Linked DNA regions of Mus musculus: regions 2, 3 and 4 are each linked to region 1. Evidence: chromatin contacts called from public Hi-C and promoter capture Hi-C data. All regions are on one chromosome and are shown on one strand. Each heading gives the region's core, a stretch centred on a gene start, on an enhancer-like site or on the middle of the called end of the contact. The rest is flanking DNA. Distances are from core to core; before and after follow the strand shown.

Region 1 (3,572 bases), core at 374-2,873:
GACTATGGAAGAACACTGCTTACTGGCTTGTGTCCTATGACTTGTTCAGCCTGCTTTCTTATAGAACTCAGGAATGCCAGTGCAGGGAAGGCCCAGTCTACAGTGAGCACGGCCTCCCACAAGCCAATCTGTTGGGGGTGTTTTCTCCATTGAAGTTTCCTCTTCCAAAATGAATGTAGCTTGTGTCAAATTGACACTGGCCAGCACAGACCATGAGAGACTAGAGAACGCTTCCAGGCAGATCCTCTATGGAGTATCAGATACTCCGGGCTGCTGAGTAATTTGCACAGTTCCAGGAATGGACCTGAGTTGGGCAACAGCAAAGAGATGAAGAAACGACAAACACAGACATCCAGGAATCCTGGGGTCATGTGATCTGGGCCTTCTGCACACGAGTTCTCTTAGCACGTTATTATATAGAGTCGAGTGGAGAAGTGGGGTTATTGCCTACCACTGAAAAAGGCAACTTATTACATACAGTTAAGCAAGGAGGCAGGGTTTATATGCACAATGGGATGGGGAAGGCAGGTTGAGTTAGTCTCCATAAGAACTGTCCCTGGAAGGGAGCTATGTTCATGCGTCAGCACTCAAGGGGGAGGATGGTGAACACATTCTACACACACTGGCGACATGCACATCCATGCGTGGACCAGAAGAGAAGGCTATGTTTCCCTCTGGGTCTGAGGCTCTGGAGTTGTTGACAAGCTCATGTCAACAGCACACATCCCTTCAGCACCTCACAGACCTGGGCTTCCTCTGAAGGGCTCTGTTGCTGAGGCAGGTGGATGGGTGGGTCCTGCAGGGGGACAGGAGTCTCAGCAGTACTTCCCCTGGAACCCTGGTTAGAGAAGCCATGAATCAGCAGCGTGGCAGAGCACTGGGGTTCTGTGGTCACAGCATTGCCAGCCCTGTGTCAAGACAAACACTACAGCATGGGGGCCATTGACATTGAGAAGGGGCGCTGGTGAGTCTTCTAACTGAACCCCCAAGTCCTCAGTATCTGGGAGGGTGTCTGATGGGGGTAAGGTCCAAGCTGAAGATTTGGGGACAAGGTGGTATCTGAAAATCTACCCCAGCACCGTCTCCAGTGGACACACATATGAACACATCTGAGGTTCATGTGTGCATGTGCTAATAGATGATAGACACTGTAGTGTGTGTGTGTGTGTGTGTCCATATATGGACCTGCACACACATCAGGAAATGCCTGTGTGCTTGTTCCAGCACTTGCAGACACATATCAGAACATCTACACCTGTGTGCACACATCCACGAACCGTGCATCTGTACAAGCACCTGCACCCATATGCACAGACTAAAGCAAACACAGAGGCCTCTGCTTGTCAGCGCGTGCAAATGCAGGTGCGGTGCAAGATGCTTGCATGGAACCCACAGAAGCTCCTCTGAGGGAAACAAAAGCCACCAAGTACATCGGAGCAGGGGCTGCCCCATCCATCCCACCTGAGTCACATTTTCTGGAAAGTGTGAGCTATGGTGGCCTCAGTGAGAGTGATCGACCGGGGGCTGGGCCTTCTGGGGGCACAGGAAGAAGAGGAGGTACGTGAGGAAAGGGGAGGCACCAGACTTCAGCTTTAAAGTGAGTCCTAGGGGTGACAGGAACCTTTTGCAGTTTGCACAGCCCGAGCGTGTTGGGCAATTGTGGTTTCCTCCGGAGAGGAGGAACTCAGGCTTGCCAACCCTTTCCCTGGGCTTCGGAGCCTCAGCTGCTCTGGCATGGAGAGTGTGGTACAGCCTTCAGTGTTTGTGGTGGATGGACAGACGGACATCCCATTCAGGCGGCTGGAACAGAACCACCGGAGACGGCGCTGTGGCACTGTCCAGGTCAGCCTGGCCCTGGTGCTGCTGCTAGGTGCTGGGCTGGCCACTCAGGGCTGGTTTCTCCTGAGACTGCATCAACGTCTTGGAGACATAGTAGCTCATCTGCCAGTAAGTGGGGCTTGGGGAACCAGCGAGTCTTCTCCAGTACCTGTCCCTTTATGGTTGTGTATTGTGTGCTAGAACCCAGGGCTTCGGTTAGCCTGTCTCTCTGACCCTCAGTCTTCTCATCTTTACATGAGGATCTGATACACGTGCAGTGCCCGGCAGTTTCCTTGGGATTCACCTACTCGGTTGTTGTTTCCAGCCCAAACCTTTGTCCACCACTGGCTTCATGGTCACCCTGCTTCACTCGCAGCTCTCTCATGTGCTTGCTCACTGTTCCTTTCAGACAAGCCATGGGTGTGTCACAGTATGCTCCCGAGTCTTTGCCTATATTTTCTTTTTAAGTTTTTTTTTTTAATTACATTTACTTATTTAGTGTGTAGACATGAAAAAGTATGCATGTGCCGCAGCATGTATGTGGAACACCTCTATGGAATCACTTCTCTGTGCCTTCCTTTGTGGAGGGTCCTAGGGACTGAACTCAGGTAGCCAGGCTTGGCAGCAAGCACTTTTACCGCCTGAGCCCTCTCACCGGCCCTCAACTATCCAAAAACCTCGAAAACAGTTCCGAAACAATTCTAGTCTCAAGCATTTCAGACACTCGACTTGACTAGTTAATTCCTCATCCCAGCACTTGGGCAGGGGAGGCAGAAGACTGAGGGAGTTCAAGGTCATCCTAGGCTATTTAGCAAGTCTGAGGCCAGACTGGGCTACATGAGAGCCTATCTTGGAAATACAACAGATCTAATTAGGTGTGTGCCCCTCCCCCTGCATCTGTGTGTATGTATGTGATATGTGCATGTGTGGCTCTGCATACATGTCCATGGGTGGTGTCTGTGGCCATGGCCAGACAGTCTCATCACCACATACCAGTGAGACTCGGAGCGGCATGTCCTTACCAAACATCCCTGTCTGCATTTCAGGATGGAGGCAAAGGCTCCTGGGAGAAGCTGATACAAGGTGAGTTTGGGCCCCAGTCCCTTTGAAGCAGGTGGAATGGTTTCCGCTCAGCACCTCCCCACACCAACTCTGGGTCATCACCCAGTGTCACATTGTAGGCCTCGCAGGTGCCCCTCCCCCAGGGCCAGAGAAGCAGAAATCTGGGTCCAAAAGGGACAGAGCCTGACACAGGTAGCCTCAATTGATGTGTGAGAAACTTCGGGTACACACACACTGAGACATGCGTGCACACACACACATACACACACACACACACACACACAATCCTCTTTTTGTCTCTAACCTTTGACTCTCTTCCTCAGATCAACGATCTCACCAGGCCAACCCAGCAGCACATCTTACAGGTGAGAGGGACCCCAGATCTTCACACGGAATGGGGTTTAGCATGTCCTGGGAGACTCAGATCTTTATAAGTTAGAGCACTCGTTTATGCATTCATTTAGTGTGTCTTTAAATTTTTTTTGACATTTACTTCTTTTTATTCATTTATTATTGCACATGTGCATGCCATAGTGTAGAGGTCAGAAAACTCTCAGGGGAACGATTCTTTCCTTCCACCTTTTGGCCTCCGTGTACTGATCTCAGCCATCAGGCTTGGCTCTAAGTACCTTTACTCTCTGCGCCATCTTGCCGGTCACTTTTTTTTTTCTCAGTGTTTACTAAAAAACAGC
Region 2 (3,572 bases), core at 737-3,236, 200 kb after region 1:
TTGCTTGCTTGTTAGTTTTTTTTTTTTTTTAATCAGCAGTGGATGCAATAAATGATATTCTCGTGGCCTTAAGAGTGTGTGTGATCAGGTGCACCCTGGCAGCCACCATGCTATGTGAATCCTGAGACCCTGATCGTCTCTTAAGAGCCCCAGCCCTGGCAGACGGTCATTTGAAGATCCCATGACAGCATTTTCCCTACTTTATTCACAAATATGGAGGATATGTGGGAGGTCAGCAGGCTGGAGGTGGCTCTTCTGGCCTTCCTGGCCCCATCCCCTCAGGGAGGGAGCGGCAAATCACTGAGATGCGTCGGCCCCGGGGAACCCGGTGCTCCCCAAAAAATGATTCTTCATCTCTAAGGATCTCATGGGAGAAGTCATATCGGGCTGAACCCCTGCAAGAAGAGAGAAGCTGAGTGGGTGGATGGAGGGAAGACTGTCCCTTCAGCATTTCTATACTTTTTCTGAGTGGTGGTGGTGACTGTTAGAAACCCTCGGCCTCACCTGAGGACTTTGGGTTACGTCGTACCTTAAGATATAGAGAGACCCTGGCTCCAGCAACAGTTCCAGCCACTGCTCAGGTTCCTGTGTATGCACCAGCTTCATAACACTTGGAGACAACAGGGAAAGGCCAGCAATGGTAGATCCACAGAACTGGAAAAGGGGTATGTATGCTGTGTATATTGGGGTGTCAGGCTTAGTTCTGCCCCCCTGTCCACCGACAACCTAGCTAGGAGTTCTGATGGAATGCCTTCTGCCCACCTTGACACTGTCAACATGAGGCTTGATGTAGCCCCGAGGTTCCAGGTCCAACACATGTACTGGGGATAGCAGGCTCTGGTCAGGACCAAATGCAGCCGCCCGAACCCGCTGCAGGATGACCTGGCTTGCATCAGACCAGCAGGATTTCTCTGTCTCCCTGAAGCCATGGATGGCCTGAATAGAGAGCTCAAGTCATAACTGGGAACTCCCAGGACAGGAAAATGAGGTACCGAGGGGTGCAGTACAGGGCAGGCAGTCTTTCCAACTTTAGCTCATTATCAGTGAGGTTTCAACCACGCATCTGGTCTTCACGTTTCGTTTCCCAGTGGTCCCTGGTGCTGGCCACCCTAATATTCAGTATCTCGGTCTCCTGTCTCTATTTGATCCCACTCAAGTCCCTAGTGAAACTCCCAACTGCTGGCACTCCCTCTCCCAAGTCTGCTTTTTATTTCTAATCTTGTCACCAATGCCCCTGAAGTGTTCCAGAACTTCATGTCTGAAGTGACATCTTTGTCCTCACTACGCATTCCTTGGTGCCCACCAAAACCCTCCCTTCTGATTCCAGGCCCAGCCCCACACTACAGCCCCTGTTCTTAGTAAAGCCCAGCAGTGATTTGCCCCCACTGTAATACTGCGCTGCTCTGAGCTCAACGTTGCCAGTTCACCTTCTCCGGCTCTGGTCCCTTCCCCTGCTCTAAGTACCATCCACAAGCCCGCAGCAGCAGGCCTTCCCCTGGACTCAGCTCTGGCATCAAGATCAGCCCCATTCCCACAAGACCTCCTGACCAACTGTCACTCATCGAATTGCCCAGCACCCGCCATGTCCCACACCAGAGAAACTTGGTCCCACCCGAACCTACATCGGGGACTGCCCAAAACACACTGTCCCCAACCTGGCCAAGCAAGCCTAGCTCTTCACTCTACCCCTCCGAGGACCCCGCCCCCTCACTATGTCCCAGTGGGCGTCCCCTTAGCTCGCCGCTCCGCCCACTCACCGCGTCCCAGTGGTCGTACTCGTAGCGCCGGCGCCGCAGCTGGGGCTCCAGTTCGCGTGTTAGCGTGTCCTCCTCCTCCTGGCTCAGGAAGCCTGGATGCACCACGGCCTCATCACGCAGGCGGCCCAGCACGGCAGAGTCTGAGCCGCGCACCCAGGCGCACCCAGAAAGCAACCGCATCGCTAGCCTCCTGCTGCCCGCCATCTTCAGGGATTGACCACAGCAGGCTGAGCCACACCCCCGCAAGCTATTGGCTGACACCGCACCACGCCCATCAGCTACTGGCTCTATTAGCTGTGCTTTAAGTCAGTCTACCGCTTGTCCCGCCTCTCGGCCCTGAGCAAGGTCTCAAGCAGTAGGTGCAGAACTAGGGCGAACGGAGGCTGGAGGTCACGTGGGGGCAAAGCCAAGGTTAGAAGTTCAATCAGCCTAGCGCAAATTTAGCGCTTGTCAAACAGCACACCCTGGTGGAGAAAGGAGGATAACTAACTCCAAGGTCAGCCCTTGAGTTTGAGGCTAACCTGAATTTCAGATGTTGCCCACAAAATAGGACATCCAAACAAATAAGACCAAATAATACAACCCCCACCTCAAATGTTTTGTGTTAAATCTAAAAAGAGTCTACTTCCTTCCACACTAATAAACTGGGCCTAGGAAAATGGCTCAGCACTTGCTAAGAGTCTTTGGTTTGACCTCAGGACCCCCAAACATGGTGCAAGCAGAAAAAGCAACTCCTGCATTTGCGACCCTCTGACCTCCATAGGGTCATGTGGCACCTGCCTCCATCCCATAAACTGGGATCCTCTGCTTCTAGTTCTAGTAAAACTCCATAAACATGTCCTGACATTCTCTCTGGCTTCAGCTGGCTTTTGGAGCCTGCAACAAAATGCCAGGACTTTGTCACCTGGTGAGTCACCAGTGTCAGGTCTCATGGGTCTGAGGATCAACCCAAAGTTGGTGGTAGATTCTGGTAGACCCTCCACCCTAACTCTTAACTCTCTAAGGGGCCAAGCCCAGGATCGGCAGGTAAGAATGTACTCTTAAGTCCCAGCACCCACAGGGAAGCCCCAGGGGACCCAACATCCTCTTCTGGCCATGGGTACTGCACTCACCATGCACAAACCCACACATAACCAAAGATGTATGAAATCATATTTCTACCCACTGACTTTGGGGTAGTATATGGCTTAAGTCTGTTGAAGTCAGGTGTGGTGGTGTACACCTTTAATCCTAGCACTCAGGAGGTGAGGCAGGTGGGTACCTGAGTCTGAGGCTAGATTGGTTTAGTTCCAGGAGAGCCAGGGTTTGCTTACTGAAGTGGTTTGTCAAGGTGAAGGAGGCCTGCTGTCTTGGAGAAGTAATGGAAGGTGCTTCAGACATGGGACAAAGACTACAAAGATTTAATTTAAATCACAGTGTCTCAGGCAGTCTGCCCTGCTCTGAGGGCAACCTCAATCCACATCTCCTCTAGGGGTTGTTCTTGGGCCCAGCAGAGGAAGTTTCAGTCTGGTCTCCACTCCTTAGGTGCTTGTCGGGGCAGGAGGATCCGTCGGCGCTGTGGCAGTCTCCTTCTGTACCAGTTCTGGCTCATCCTCCCCGTCCTGAGGTGGGTGGACCAAGACCTTGTCCAAGATGCCAAACTCTTGGGCCTCCATGGGGCTCATGTAGCGGTCCCTCTCCATTGCTGACTCTAGGGAAAGCAGTATATGTGGGTAGGAGTAGAGGCCTGGGCTGTTTTTCCCCAAATTCCTAGGTTGAAGCCCTTACCAGTCGTGAGATGATTTATGGAGTTGTGAGGGACCCCCTACCATGGGA
Region 3 (3,572 bases), core at 424-2,923, 160 kb before region 1:
AGAGTAGAGTGGCACGGAGGTGCAGGTAATCAAAATTACTGCCTTTATGTATGAAATCCTCAAAGAATAAATTAAAATGTATTTAAGTAAATAAGCATGATATTATTTTAAGTTCATTCTTGAGACGATATTAAAATTATTGCCTTTATGTGTGTAAGACACATATATGTACATGTAATGTACATATACATGTATGCAGGCTAGCTGTTTGCTGTGGTTTGGATGTGAAATGTAACCAACACAATCATGTGTTTAACCTATTGGTCACCAGATGGTGGTGTTGTCTGAGGAAGTTTAGAGATGAGGCCATGGGAGGGGACCTGAAAATATGTACGCCAGTTCAACTTCTTAGCTCTCTGCTTCACAGTCAACAAGCAGAAAGCAGTGCCAGCCCACCATCTAACTATGACTCTTCCAAGGCTTCCACAACATGGCAGACCATACCATCTCAAACTGTGAGGCAAAATAGATCCCTCTTCTCATCCCTAAAACCGGAAATCCATATCTCCCATCTAAATTTAAAACAATGGGGAAAAAAAATCTTGCAAACACGCGAGAAAACCAGTGACGTGGAAGATCACACAGTGAAATGCGCTAGTGCCCAAAACAAAAGCAACAGGAGCCAGAAAAGGAAGGTGTAGCCCCGAGTCTATTTCTAGAACGGGACTATCTTCGCTGACTCCCACAGCACAAACCAGCCATGACTAAGAGTTTGAACAAGGCCAGAGCTGGAATGATTTTATACCGTGGCTCTACCCCTCATTAGCTAAGACTTGCTCACAGTATTTCTTTTTGCATCTGTGAGTACACATGTGCCTTTTGTGTGCATTGCATGTCTGTGTGTGCATTGCACTTGTGTTGTGTGTGCATGACATTGTGCAATGTGTAGTGCAGGTGAACATGCACTTGTGTGTACTGGCATGTAGGAACCAGAGGATGACCTCAAACACCTTTCTCCAGTTCCATCTACCTTAATTGTTTAGAGACAGACTTTCTCACTGATCTGGAATCCACCAATTGGGCTAGGCTAGCTGGCCATCAAGAACCAAGGAATCCTCCTTCTCTACTCTCCAGAGCCAGAGGTAGAAGTGTACCACATACTTGGTTTTTTAACATAAATTCTGGGATCAAATCCAGATCTTTGTGCTTGTAGGACAAGCACTTTACACACTAAACTGTTGCCAAAGCCCGGCAAGTTACCTCTTTCACACCCATGTTCTGCTTTGTGAGCTATGGCTGATAAAAAAGGGCTACGCAATGGTAAGGGGACTGTTTCCATTGCTGTGTGGACTTCCATCCCCCTTGCACCATCCCAGATGCACGCACCGGAGCCTCACAAGTTTACTCCATGTTAAATTCTAACTAAAACTGAGATGGCTCACAAACACAGACATGCCACATGAACAGCTACAGGAAGATCTACCCTGGTGAATAGACTTCCCTAAGTCAAGGAATTTTGTCAAAGGTTTCCCAAGGTAAAGTTTGCTGTGTGCAATAGACATTAGCCTATGGGCCGAACCCCTCCAAGGTTGGCCTTTCTCCCTGCAACCTATTTCCAGCCCACACCTCAGCCATCCATGCCCCATTCAACCTCATACTCACCCCAGAAGAGGAGCAGCCAAAAGCCCCACATCGTACTGTGGCAGTCATTCAATGAAGAAAGCCTTCCCTTTAAAAGCTTGCTTTGTGGGGAAGAAAAGGGGTGGAGTCAGGGTTGCTCAACAAAGCCAGACTGAGCCCAGCAGCTTTCTGCTGAGTTGCCACCATCAGAGGTGGACAGACTGGCAACCCCCTAATTTCTCCCTTAAATCTGGCTAGTGTCCACATTTCTCCCTCTCCCTTCCCCTTCCCCTTCCCCTTCCCCTCCCCCTCTTCCTCTTCCTTTCTCTTTCCCTTTCCCTTCCTCTCTGTCTCTGTGTGTCTCTCTGTGTGTCTCTCTCTGTCTCTCTGTCTTTCTCTCCATTTCCTTCCCTCTTTCTCCATCTCTTACCATCTACCCCATCTCTCTCCAACCTCAGTTTCCTCTGTACCATTCTTTTTTTCAACATTACCATCCCCCTTCCACCTCTCATTCTCTTCTTTCATTACACCAAACAAGTGAGATTGCATGTGCTGCCCACAGTGAAGTCAATCCACTCTTCAAGATCACAAAGCCTTTTCAGTAAAGTCATGCTGCATTTATCACCAGGATCCATGAGCTTGCTGCTAAGAAAATTAAATTCTGTCATCATGTCAACCTTGTAGAATACACACACACCACATACATCACACCAAAGAGACAGACAGACAGACAGAGGGAGACAGAGGGGGGCAGAGAGAGACAGAGAGAGAGAGGCAGAGATAGAAAGAGACAGACAGAGACAGAGAGACCACCATCATCATTATCACCACCACCACACACCACACCACATACACCACACCATACACACCACATGCATCATCACCATACACACACCACACCATACCACACACACCACACCCAAGGCTGTCCACTTTTCCCCTATCATTTAATATAGTACTCAAAGTTCTACCCAGAACAATTAGGCAACAAAAGGAGGTCAAAGGGATACAAATTAGAAAGGAGGAAGTCAAGATATCACTATTTGCAGATGATGTGGTAGAATACATAAATAACCCTAAAAAATAATCCACCAGAGAACTCCTACAGCTGATAAACAACTTCAGCTTAGTGGCTAGATATAAAATTAATTCAAACAAATCAGTAGTTTTCCTCTACTCAAAGGATAAACGGGCTGAGAAATAAATTAGAGAAATGACACCCTTCACAATAGTCACAAATAATATAAAATATCTTGGTGTGACTCTAACCAAGCAATTGAAAGATCTGTATGACAAGAACTTCAAGTCTCTGAAGAAAGAAATCAAAGACCTCAGAAGATGGAAAGATGGCCATCTTGCCAAAAGCAATCTACAAATTCAGTGTATTCCCTATCAAAATCCCAACTCAAATTCATCTGGAATAACAAAAAACCCAGGATAGCAAAAACCGTTCTCAACAATCAAAGAGCCTCTGGGGGAATCACCATCCCTGACCTCAAGCTGTACTGCAGAGCAATATGATTAAAAAAAATTTTTTTTAAAAAACCTTCATGGTATTGATACAATGACAGAAAGGTAGATCAATGGAATAAAATTGAAGACCCAAAAGTGAACCTACACACCTATGGTCACTTGATCTTTGACAAAGAAGTCAAAGTCATCCAGTGAGGGAAAAAAAAAAAACATTTTCAACAAATGTTGCTAGTTCAACTGGCAGTTAGGATGTAGAAAAATACAAACTGATCCATTCTTATCTCCTTGTACAAAGCTCAAGTCCGAGTGGATCAAGGACCTCCACATAAAACCAGATACACTGAGTCTAATAGAAAAGAAAATGGGGAAGAACCTCGAACACATTGGCACAGGGGAAAATTTGTCCTGTACAGAACACCAATGGCTCAGGCTCTAAGATCAACAATTGACAAATGGGACCTCATGAAATTAAAAAGCTTCTGTAAAGCAAAGGAGACTGTCAATATGACAAAACAGCAACTCACAGATTGGGGGAAAAA
Region 4 (3,572 bases), core at 548-3,047, 140 kb before region 1:
ATGGTCGCCACGGTTACCGGAAACTCAGAAAGGAGAAGTTTGCAAATCTTGTTTATTGCGTTTCATCTTTGTCAGAGTGAAGCAGGAGATCATGATCCTTGATAAGGCAAAGCTTCTAAGAATCAGAAAGGATTTGAAAAAATTAAATATAGCCCATCAATTTCAGTGGCAAGGTGGGGTGGTGGTGCGTGCGAACCTGCATGCGCATGTGCAGACCAACCTTAATCTTCTCCATCACGCAGCATCCACTGTCTGCTTTAATGTATTTTTCATTAGTTCTTTGAGAACTTCCTACATGTGCTCCCCCTCCCGCTCCCAACTCCTCTCGTCTGCCCACCATTATCAACTTGGTGCCCTCCCTTGTTGGTTGGTCTTCTAACCTCCTAAGTCAAATCTGTGCCACTCACATGTGTTTTCCTAAGACGGGGTCTTCCTCGCTACCCTAGAATCCGCAAGTCGAGACATGGATCCTCACGTTTGTGGAGCGAGCACTGGAGCAGCTGGGCCAGCCAGCACGCTTCAGGAAAAGCACAACCATCCACAGAGACGCTGGTTTCTAATTAGGACTTCAAACGGATCCAGGTTCTGTGTGTGTGCAGCCTATCCCTCAATCCCACCGGCCTCCTCTCCACCTCCCTTGCTGAGGAGACTCCAAAGTACACAGGCTGTGTGGTTTATTCCGTTCCTTTTTTTTTTTTTTTTTTTTTTTTCCTCGTCGGGTGATGCACACCTTAACAATTTGGTACGTAGATTACGAGTGAAATGGTGACCTCTCGAGGCAGTTAGCATCCCCCTCCCCTTCAACCATCGCCTTGTCCTTTCTCATGTGTTTGTTTGTTTGTTTGTTTGTTTGTTTGAATGTGTATCCTGCTGTGTGCATGTGGAGGTCAGACGTCAGCTTTCAAGAAATGGTCCTCACCTTCCACCACAAGAGTTCCAGAGGATGAACTTGGGTCATCAGAAACTGACAAGTGTATTCACTACTGAGCCCTGTCCACACACACCCATTTAGTGGGGGAGGGAGGAGGGGTTGGTTGGTTTTTGGTTTTGGTTTTGGGGTTTTGGGTTTTGGTTTGGATTTTGGTTTGGGGTTTGTTTGGGTTTTTTTGGTTGGTTGGTTGGTTGGTTGGTTGGTTGGTTTGGTTTGGTTTGGTTTTTTGTTTTGTTTTGTTTGTTTGTTTTGTTTTGTTTTGTTTTGTTTTTTGAGACAGTGTTTCTCTGTGTAGCCCTAGCTGTCCTGGAACTCACTCTGTAGACCAGGCTAGTTTCAAGGGCATGTGCCTGCCTCTGCCTCTCTCTCTTTCTCTCTCTCTCTCTCTCTCTCTCTCTCACTCTCTCTCTCTCTCTCTGCCTCTCTGCCTCTCTCTCTCTGTCTCTCTCTGTCTCTCTCTGTCTCTCTCTCTCTCTCTCTCTCTCTCTCTCTCTCTCTCTCTCTCCCTCTCCCTCTCCCTCTGCCTCTGCCTCTGCCTCTGCCTCTGCCTCTGCCTCTGCCTCTGCCTCTGCCTCTGCCTCTGCCTCTGCCTCTGCCTCTGCCTCTGCCTCTGCCTCTGCCTCTGCCTCCCAAGTGCTTGGATAAAAGACCTTTGTCACCACAGCCAGCCTAAGTTTTTATTAAAACAGATACTGCTCACTCTAGCTGAACCTCGTGGTGCAGGTTATGAAATCTCAGATACTGGGGAGGCTGAGGCAGGAGGATTATAAGCACAAATCCAGCCTTGATCTGCTACATAGAGAGACCCAGGCTGTGGGGGGAGGGGAGGCTCAGTCAGTAAGTGTTTGCTAAGCAAGCAAAGCTCCCTGAGTGAGCTCTGCACACCCTCACTTAAAGTCCAGGCATGGAAATGAAGTTCTATAATCTAGCCCTGGAGAGAGGGAGGTGTGGAGATCAATGTATCCCCAAGGTGGCCAGCCTACTTACTGAACTCCAGGGCTATAGAAGAACCTGTCTCAAAAAAATAAGGTGGAACCCTCTCCCCAAGAGGAGACAAGGAAGACTGTAAGAGCCAGAAGTCAGGCACGACTGAAGCAGGATCTCGGTACTAATAAACTACAGCACCTGTGGCTGCTGCTTATAATCAGACCAGTCAACCTTACAGCAGGAGTTGGAAGGGCTCATGAGCCCACCCTAACTGAGGAGCTGGACAGTTGATGGCTGCTGATGGAGGGAGAGGCAGTTTTCTTTAAACTATGCCCCTGACCCCGCAGGCTGACCATGCCCCAGTGGATAGCCACACACCAAGTACTACATGGACACCCCAAATTAAACTGGATGGGCTATTTAAAATTTAAAAAGAAGGCATGGTGTTGTAAGACGATTTGGATGACAGCGGATCTGGGAGGAGTTGGGGAATATACACAGTTGAACCCAGGGGCCATATCACTCGTGGACGCTAGGTGGCAGCACAGGGCTGCAAGTGAGCGCTGTGTGGTTAGACTGCAAAGTGTTCCTTGAAGTGAAAAATGGGGGCCTCGGCGCCACAGACAAGGAAACACAGCCTGCTGGAGTCTATGCCTGACTTCATAGGCTGGAATTCCACCAGTACAAGGGTCATTGTTTCGGATAAATGCATTTCTCTTTTAAAAAATAATAAAATTATCCAGAGTACCAATTCAACAAATGAAGCTCAGATCCACCTAGAAATCACTAGAGATAAAAATAAGTTGTAAACATTTTTTAAGAAAAATATGTAACAATAAATTATTGAAGGGTAGGGGCTGTGAGGTGGCTCAGCAAGTAAAGAAGTTTTGCACCTAATGACCTGAGTTTAATCTCTAGGGCCTACACGATAGAAAAAGGGAACTGACTCCTGCACAATGTCCTCTGGCCTCCTATTGCTCTCGGGATACTCACACACTCGTTCACACAAACACAAATCAAATAAATTTAATAAGAAACTAAGCCGGGCAGCGGTGGCGCACTCCTTTAATCCCAGCACTCGGGAGGCAGAGGCAGGTGGATTTCTGAGTTCGAGTTCGAGGCCAGCCTGATCTACAGAGTGAGTTCCAGGACAGCCAGGGCTACACAGAGAAACCCTGTCTCAAAAAAATAAATAAATAAATAAATAATAAAAATAAAAAACAGAAAAGAAAATAAACTAAAAATAAATTGAAGACACCATATCATCCAGTAGTGCCGCTGGCCATTCCTTCTAGAAGACTGGGTGGAGATGCCAGAAATACCAGGGTCCCTTCCTGGGGGCCTCTCTAGGCTCATATCCACAGACTTGTGAGTAAACACGTGTGCACACCCACAAATAAACTCAATCTCTTCCGTCTTTCCTCCCCTCTGCAAACGACCCGCCCAGCTGCAGACGTTGTGTCATTACCGCACATGTCCGCGAGGGGGCGATCGTGCCTTTAACGTCCAGCTGTCTGCCTCGGACCGGTCCTGCTTGGATGTCTGCCCCTGCGTTTGAAGCTTATGTCCGATTTCCCACATCTTCATCCATGTTTTTAAATCCCTAGAACAGTGTAGGGAGAGTATTTTGAGGACTGGCCTAGTTTCTGTTGCTATAATAAAATATCCTGACCAAAAAAAAAAAAAAAAAGGGAGCTTTGGAAGCTAGGGGTTG

What was found. Promoter capture Hi-C pulls out the DNA fragments that hold promoters and counts their contacts. Hi-C and Micro-C count contacts between places; a contact is called where the count stands out from the background. Capture Hi-C pulls out chosen DNA fragments and counts their contacts.
Region 2: a contact with region 1 is called in a promoter capture Hi-C map of liver. The contact joins the promoter of Alkbh7 here to the promoter of Tnfsf14 in region 1. A contact is called at or near these places in 15 of 39 promoter capture datasets (the C10 cell line, the HPC-7 cell line, HPC-7-derived erythroid cells and 10 more), 2 of 15 datasets of contacts at CTCF or cohesin (CD8 T cells and pro-B cells), 7 of 484 Hi-C or Micro-C datasets (B cells, CD8 T cells, the CH12 cell line and 3 more), 7 of 115 datasets of contacts at active chromatin or transcription factors (the HPC-7 cell line, bone marrow-derived dendritic cells, bone marrow-derived macrophages and 3 more) and 5 of 9 other capture datasets (adipose tissue, embryonic stem cells, liver and 2 more).
Region 3: a contact with region 1 is called in a promoter capture Hi-C map of macrophages, with 7 read pairs. The contact joins the promoter of Adgre1 here to the promoter of Tnfsf14 in region 1. A contact is called at or near these places in 6 of 39 promoter capture datasets (the C10 cell line, embryonic stem cells, macrophages and 2 more), 1 of 15 datasets of contacts at CTCF or cohesin (the NIH/3T3 cell line), 3 of 115 datasets of contacts at active chromatin or transcription factors (the HPC-7 cell line and bone marrow-derived macrophages) and 3 of 9 other capture datasets (adipose tissue, liver and pancreatic islet).
Region 4: a Hi-C map of bone marrow-derived macrophages shows a contact between it and region 1, with 39 read pairs. The contact joins the enhancer-like site here to the promoter of Tnfsf14 in region 1. A contact is called at or near these places in 11 of 39 promoter capture datasets (the C10 cell line, the HPC-7 cell line, cranial neural crest and 5 more), 6 of 15 datasets of contacts at CTCF or cohesin (CD8 T cells, the G1E-ER4 cell line, the NIH/3T3 cell line and 3 more), 8 of 484 Hi-C or Micro-C datasets (the HPC-7 cell line, bone marrow-derived macrophages, embryonic fibroblasts and 2 more), 10 of 115 datasets of contacts at active chromatin or transcription factors (CD8 T cells, the HPC-7 cell line, acute myeloid leukemia and 6 more) and 4 of 9 other capture datasets (adipose tissue, liver, macrophages and 1 more).

Annotation. Positions count from the first base shown.
Region 1 is chr17:57,192,232-57,195,803 of GRCm38.p6, reverse strand. It overlaps Tnfsf14 (tumor necrosis factor (ligand) superfamily, member 14), which reads left to right and starts at 1,623. Exons shown (of 4, transcript NM_019418.3): 1 at 1,623-1,947; 2 at 2,865-2,901; 3 at 3,204-3,245. The coding sequence starts at 1,735.
Region 2 is chr17:56,995,753-56,999,324 of GRCm38.p6, reverse strand. It overlaps Alkbh7 (alkB homolog 7), which reads right to left and starts at 1,986. Exons shown (of 4, transcript NM_025538.3): 1 at 1,758-1,986; 2 at 763-936; 3 at 530-654; 4 at 1-395. The coding sequence starts at 1,961. The coding sequence ends at 233. Clpp (caseinolytic mitochondrial matrix peptidase proteolytic subunit) reads right to left here. Exons shown (of 6, transcript NM_017393.2): 6 at 2,954-3,447. The coding sequence ends at 3,278. It overlaps Pspn (persephin), which reads left to right. Exons shown (of 2, transcript NM_008954.3): 2 at 1-12.
Region 3 is chr17:57,356,787-57,360,358 of GRCm38.p6, reverse strand. Adgre1 (adhesion G protein-coupled receptor E1) reads right to left here and starts at 1,673. Exons shown (of 22, transcript NM_010130.4): 1 at 1,603-1,673. The coding sequence starts at 1,633.
Region 4 is chr17:57,334,701-57,338,272 of GRCm38.p6, reverse strand. No RefSeq gene overlaps it. Among named protein-coding and RNA genes, the nearest start is that of Adgre1, 22 kb to the left of the region's middle. Within about 2 kb of position 1,797, at least 51 of the 459 cell types and tissues checked have an H3K27ac peak or open chromatin away from gene starts, as enhancers often do. A contact at or near this core is called in the G1E-ER4 cell line, the HPC-7 cell line, acute myeloid leukemia and 5 more, where this site is marked.